2 separate regions of the Mus musculus genome follow, and region 2 is linked to region 1. A link is a contact called in public promoter capture Hi-C data. All regions are on one chromosome and are shown on one strand. The core of a region is the stretch at or near the end of the contact, and the rest is flanking DNA. Distances in the headings are between cores, read along the strand shown. Region 1 holds the start of Gldn (gliomedin). Region 2 holds the start of Acsbg1 (acyl-CoA synthetase bubblegum family member 1).

What was found. Promoter capture Hi-C pulls out the DNA fragments that hold promoters and counts their contacts.
Region 2: a promoter capture Hi-C map of pre-B cells shows a contact between it and region 1, with 2.5 times the contacts expected there. The contact joins the promoter of Acsbg1 here to the promoter of Gldn in region 1. A contact is called at or near these places in 4 of 39 promoter capture datasets (cranial neural crest, hippocampal neurons, pre-B cells and 1 more).

The regions. Positions count from the first base shown.
Region 1 is chr9:54,284,878-54,288,314 of GRCm38.p6, forward strand. Gldn (gliomedin) reads left to right here and starts at 1,609. Exons shown (of 10, transcript NM_177350.5): 1 at 1,609-2,009. The coding sequence starts at 1,647. The region is part of intron 1 of Gldnos (gliomedin, opposite strand); the gene reads right to left.
Region 2 is chr9:54,660,221-54,663,657 of GRCm38.p6, forward strand. It overlaps Acsbg1 (acyl-CoA synthetase bubblegum family member 1), which reads right to left and starts at 1,665. Exons shown (of 14, transcript NM_053178.2): 1 at 1,329-1,665. The coding sequence starts at 1,450.

The sequences.
Region 1 (3,437 bases), core at 359-2,858:
CAGCAGGTGAGCTGGCTGCAGAGAACCACTGTCTCTTTGGGTTATCTGACTGTGGAGACCAGCAATTGGCCTCTACTTGAGTCTTCCCATCTGACCAGGACTGACCCCTTGAAAGTCCTGGGTTTCTAGGGAAGTAGTGCCATTCTGAGAGAAGCTGACAGAGTGAAGAGGTCTTCTGACAAAGCTCTGAAGTGACTCAATTCAAAAACTGGTGGTCGTGGGAAAGGGTTTTGAGACGGGGTCTCACTATCACGGACTTATCCAGTCTGGTGTCAAACTCAAGCGGCAGCGGCTGCTGCCTCCAGAGTGCTGGGTTTGTTTTGAGATGTGCACCACTGTATCCAGCGTGGAACACAGACTCTTGGATCAGAGCAGGCACCCGAGCTTAGAGGAGTTTCCAGTCCTAAGCAGGCTCTGCAGTCCTTCAGCTGAAAAGAACTTCAATATGTTTGCAGGAATTTGCTTAGAATAGCCCTGGTAGGGACTAGAGAGATGGATCAGTGGTTAAAAGAATTGGCTGCTCTTCCAAAGTACCCCAGGTTCAATTCCCAGCACCTACATGGAGGCAGGCAACGCCTTAATTCTGATACCTTCCTTCCGGTCTCTGTGGGCACTAGGCACACACCTAGTGTACACACACATACACAGACAAAATACACATACACATAAAATAATAAATACATAAAATGGAAAACATGCCTGTAGTTCCAGCACTCAGGCTGAAGCGGGAGTGGCTTCAAGACCAGTTTGAGCTAGGTAGTGAAATCCTGTGTGGCTCTGAAGTAGAGCTCTTGCCTAGCTGTTGCAAAACCCTGGCTTTGATCTCCAACAGGGAGGTGGGGGTGGGAGACTGAGAAAGGACACTGGCGATCATGCCACTCCCAGATGTCTGGCATTGGCCGCTGGCTTTGGAACCAGGTCTCCAAAATCCTTTTTCCTCATCATTCTGCCTCCTCTCTGGTCTGGGTCTCAAGGGCAAGTTCTTCGTCCTAGAAGTCGTTTTTTGGGATGATCCTTGCTTGCTAAGCCAACCTGGCTTTTCTGGTTCTGATGGGTGACTTTTTACACTTCTAATGCCAACCATCTCCCTGTCTTCCACTGTCCCCTTTCTGGGAAAGATCTCTTAGGGTCTTTCTTCCATAGGCACATGGTGGCCTTGAGGAGGGGTGATGGGCAGCCTGGGCCTGGGCCTGGGCCCAAGCAGCAGACCTCCCAAGAACAGGGCATGCTTATGGTTTTCTCCAAAGACGACTGGAGGGATAAGGGGGTGGAATCTAGAAACTTCTCAGGCTTTAAGAATTCCTGCCCTCCTCCTCAGTCTGACCCTGACTATGCCTGTCTGGACCCTGGCAATGCCCACGGGCAGGACAGCAAGAAAAGGAAGGGAGGCCTGTTTGCTATTTGCTTGGTCGCCCCTCCTCCGCACTTGTCTCCTCTGGCTTCTCACCCCCTTGCTGCCCGCCTGTCCCTCTGGGCTTCTGGGGCGCCACCACTACTGTCCCCAACCCGCTTCGCCAGACGGGTCTAAAGACAGCCTGACTCACGGCTCTGCCACCAGCCCACGGCTCACGCGAGGCTTTAAAGCCTCTGCCACTGCGGGAGGAGGCCCAGTGCTGCCCTGAGCCGCCCGGCCTGAGCACGCAGACATGACCCGAGCCGCAGAGCGAGGCCAAGGGGCTACAGGCTGGGGGCTGCGCGGCGCCCTGGTGGCCATAGCGCTGCTGTCCGCACTGAACGCCGCGGGCACCGTGTTCGTGCTGTGCCAGTGGCGGGGGTTAAGCGCGGCGCTACGGGCGCTGGAGGCTCAACGCGGCCGAGAGCAGCGCGAGGACAGCGCCCTACGCGCCTTTCTGGCCGAATTGAGTCGTGCGCCGGGCCGGGTCCCCGAACCATCCCAGGACCCCATGAGCGCAGCGCGCAACAAGCGCAGCCACAACGGCGAGCCTGCGTCACACATCCGTGCGGAGAGCCAGGACATGATGATGATGATGACCTACTCCATGGTGCCGGTAGGCAGGGGCTCGTCCCCGTGGCGCCCCCGTCAGGCTGGGGCAGAGGGAGGTGATGGGAGCCGGGATCCCCTGGCCAGGGGCAAGGTCCTAGAGAGAATCTTGGGTATCTGTGTGGCTAAGGAGGTCATCCTGGCACTCTGCTTAACTCTTTTGAGATCAGTCTTTTTATCTACAGGGACCGGGCAGGGCAAGCCTTCACTTCTGACATCTTTTGAGTCTGCAGGTAAATGAGGGACGTGAGCAGTATTAAGAGCCTTTCTCAACTTTTGTCAAAAGTTTCCTGGGTGTGAACTGACCCACAGAGTCTCGGAAACCAAAGAGGAGACTTTTCTTCAACAAAGGAGTCCTTTGCCTGGCACAGTCTAGTAGTTAGGCTTCCTTCCCATCTGGCCCGGGCTCATTCCTGTAAGAATATAACCAAACTTGCCACCTAGTTGCTGGAAGTTGTCTGTGGCTCTCAAGCTGTTCCAAATAGGAGGGACTGATGCAGTGTAACTTTTATTAGAGTGCGAATACACACTAATGAAGCCAAGGTTCTTAATGTGGGTCGCTTCACAAGCTCAGAAGAATGGAAAGCCAGAACTGCTGGTGTGAGCTGTCTCTTACATGCAACGTCTGTATGCAGCCAGGGAAGGTTCCGGCATTAATCTTTTTTTTTTTTCTGTTAAGCACCCACTCTTCCCTCCTTCCCTCCCTCCCTCCCTCCCTCCCTCCCTCCCTCCCTCCCTCCCTTCCTCCCTTCCTTCCTCCCTTCCTTCCTTTGACAGTTTCATGTAACCTAGGATGGCCTTCAACTGGCTGTTGTAGCCAAGGGTGACCTTGGACTTCAACTCTTCCCCTGCCTGGGTGTCAGGATTACAGACTTGTGCCACAACACCCCTGGGCCTCTCTCTACATTCTCCAAGTAATTCCCTTCCTGAGAGTTGAGAAACACTAGTCTAAAGCAAAGACTTTTAAAGAAAAACCTCCTTTCTTCCAGTTTTCGGGTGTTCCGTTTTGGTTGGTTTGCATCCAGTGGTTCTTTAACAGCTACACTTAGGTCACATCCCCCACCCCCACCCCCACCCCCACCCCCTTGCCCCGGGCCCCTTCCATTTCCCATTCCCTTTCATCCGCTCCAATAGCCATGGTCTTATTTCACTTTATAATTAGAACATGTCCAATTGACCCTCCAAGTCCAGTGAGCCATACTTTGGAATCCTATATGTTTGAAGAGAAGTCTACTTTAAACATGTGCTGTTACTAAAGAAGTTTTCAGCGACTGTGTGTGAGTTGAAAGGCTTTTAGGACAACAAACAGCACACACTCCAAATACCTAGTCTGAGAAAGGTCGAGCTTTCCATTTCTAGCCTCACATTTTCACTCAAGTAAAAAATTTAAAAACGAAGCCTAAGCAAACATTTCAGAAACTCCAGCCTCTGTAAG
Region 2 (3,437 bases), core at 415-2,914, 380 kb after region 1:
TGTTGCTCAGAAAGCAGGCGATAGAGCTGACACTCTAACCCTGGCTTCCAGTCCCTGTCTGTCCTGCAGGGACCTCCTGAACCTGTGCTCCTTCCCACGACAGAGTCCTTTGCTGCCCAAGCTGAAGATGGCTCCCAGGTTTGACCACCTCTATCTGTGTTATCAGTGAGGCAGACCTAGAGCCTGTGAGCTCAGATGTTCAAAATTCCTCCCTATTGGCTAAGTCCCTGTCAACATAGACCCGATACATGGACTTCAGCAAACACTGGAGCTACTGACCCTATGCAGAAAGAGATGGGACAAATGGGAAGACTTAACATGCGTGCCCTATTAGGTTCTCTGGACAAACTCACCAGCCCTCACTAAGTGGAACAAGGGACTTTGAAAACCAGCAGACGCTATTCTTCATTTTTGAGAGCTGAACTTTCCAGACATCTGGAAATATCACCTGGGATGTCGGGATGGCCCCTGCTCACTGACCTCATGACATCATGAGTGATGCTACCCAGAATAGACCCAGAACCTCCAGGGCCCAGGCCTTCCTATGCCAAGAGCATAGAATTGTTCAGGGCCACAGTTGCTCCCCTACACTTGCCATCCATACAGGGGGAAGGGATACTGTTTCTAGGTAAACAGCAGCCCACTCTCCTGATGAGTTTGTCCAGGGGACCTAATGGGGCACATTAACATGTCTTCTCATCTGTCACACCTCTTCCCACATAGTCCTTACAAGGACAGTGGTCATGTTCTTGAGCGTTTTCAAACCTTGCAGATTCCTTGTCCTTGACCTACCCTGTAGACAGCCCAGCTGTTTAGCACACTGCTCTCTCTGAGCCCTATCTTCCACTCTTCTGTTCTTGCTCTCTTATGGGACACAAATGCAGTTCCTCCATATCAGAGATAACCTCAATCTCTGTTCAGGTACGGACAGAGAGGGCCAGAGACTTTCCAAGGTCATAGCAGGCTGGAATGGAAACCATGGGTGCTCCCTCGAACTTTTCGGTCATTGCCTGCCCGCTCCTACCATATACCAGGTCACCTCCAACCATGGGGAGACAAAGGAACGTGCTTGCTGACTGAAAAAAAAGTCTTTCTTAATACCAATGTGACTTGTACCTCAGTTGAATCTCTAACGGCCAACAGAGGAACAGACACACTGAATCACACTCCGAAGGATAAATGTCCCTGCCCTGCTCTTTTTCCTTCACAGAGATCTGGCGAAGAAACCGAGACTCAGAAAGAGGGGCAGCTTGCTTCAGGTCCTCCAGCATCACATCGTGATATGGAGCCCCAAGCCCCACGTGCTGACCTTGGAGCACTGAACCCACCTGGTTTGCGAGTTGTCTTGGGAGGTCCCCAAGCTGGCCCCCTGCTGCTGATCATCTCTGCTGTCAGGCATGTTGGAGTCCCTGGACAGACAGCAGTATCCTGCTTCAGAACCGCGTGGCATCTGCTGTGTGCATTCACCGAAGACAGTGCGGTCTCCCACAGTGAGAGGCTGGCCTTGAGGGGGCAGCGGGGGGCGGGCATGGGGCTGAGGTGGGCGGTGCCTGAAGTGACCCGGAGGGCCCCATTTCCTCTCTGTTTTCAGAAGCTCAGAATGTTCCTAGGCAGTAAATTGCTCAGGACTAAAACTTTCCTTTTCTTCCTGGTTTTTCCGCTGCATTCAAGATGAGGAGAATTTCAATGAAGCCAGCCTTCATTTTTATGCAAATTGGCCCCCAGTTCTCCCAGAAGGTCTAGCCAATGGGCTTAGGACTTCTAGGCCCTCAGAAAACCTCTTTACTGTCTTTAAAGGGACACTTTGGAGCAAAGGGGGTTCCCAACACAAATCCAGACTGAGCCTGAGATGGCTGCTGGCCCCAAAGTCCAGCTTCAGCGTGTGTAGCCTCAACATGAACAGATGAATGCAACCCAGGAAGGTTTGCCCCAGTCCCTGGCTCTAGATCCTGTACTGGACACAACAGGAGAGCCACAGCCCCTGCCCACAAAGAGCCCAGTATTGTGAGGACAAGAAAGTGGAATTTCCAATAAAGAGGACTACTGTATAGCTCATAGAAGCATCTACACTAAACAGGCATGAGAGAGAACCCCAAAATGGGGCCATTTGGGGACACCTAGACAGAAGCAAGGGTTTGCCCCTTTAGTTTAAGGAGGAAAGCCTAGTTGGCAGGCAGCCATGAACAGAGAGGCAGGAAATGCACAGGGCAGGCGCTTTTCTCTGAATACCAGAGAGATCCTCTAAGGTGAACTATATATTCATTCCTGTGACTTCCATAATTAAAACAAAGTAAAACAACTATAATCCAGATGGCTTAGAGGAACAAAAATGCATTCTCTCATCCTTCTGGAGGCCAGAGGCCTGAAATCCAGGTGTGAAAGGATCATGGAAGACTGCTGGCCTCTGCCCTAGTTTCTTCAGGTCAGTGCCCCTGCTTGTCCAACTTGGCTTTTACATGCAGTGTCCGTGTCCCCCCTACTCTTCCATGGTTGGCTTCCCCTCTGTCTACATCTCTGTTTCCTTAGAAGGCCATCAAGCATCAGACTAAGGTCCATAGCAATCCTGTATGAATTTATCTTAGCTGATTACACCTGCATAAACCCCATTTCCAAATAAGGCTACTCTCTGATGCTCTGGGAGGAGCATCATTTGGGGGAGACAAAACTTAGTGCAAATTTTGGCAGAGATTCTTATTGTCATTGGGAGAAATCAAGGTTCCCTTTTTGGGTCAATGGTCTTGTTAATAAAGAATTTAAATAGACACAAAAGGAAGCCTGAGAACAATTTTATTATAATTTGGGAGAAAAACAACATGGCAGGTAAGGTTAAAAAATATATATAATATTATATACATATATGTATATATATAAATATGTATATGTGTATGTGTATATATATATATATATATATGTGTGTGTGTGTGTGTGTGTGTGTGTGTCTGTGTGTCTGTGTGTCTGTGTGTCTGTGTGTGTATCCTGACATCTGCCAGAGGAGGGAGATGGAAAGTCAAGTGTAAGTTAAGTATGAGGGTCAGAGAAACAGTGAGTGGTGAAGCAAGCATATTTAGGTTTTTGCCTGGCATCTGAAAAACAGACCAGGAGAAGGAAAAAGAAAAATGGCTGTGGATCTGAATTCATAAGGTTCTATGGGGTTCCTGCAAGCTCTACTGCCACCAGTGGAATGAACCACAAGCAGTAAGAAGAAAACCTACCTCAACATGACTTAGTTAGCTGGGCTGGTTCAACCTTCTAGAGTCCGACCCTAAGCAGTTTATTTTTGGTCTATTTAAACACAGTTCCTGGACCAGTTAGAACTTTGGGGAAAGTTTCCTCCTGACAGTTAACACAACAAAGCTTAAGGCATAACTACATCTAAAGGCCGTTGTAAAGCTCATGTCTTTTACAAAGTAGCTGTGACCTCTTCCACAAGAATACCT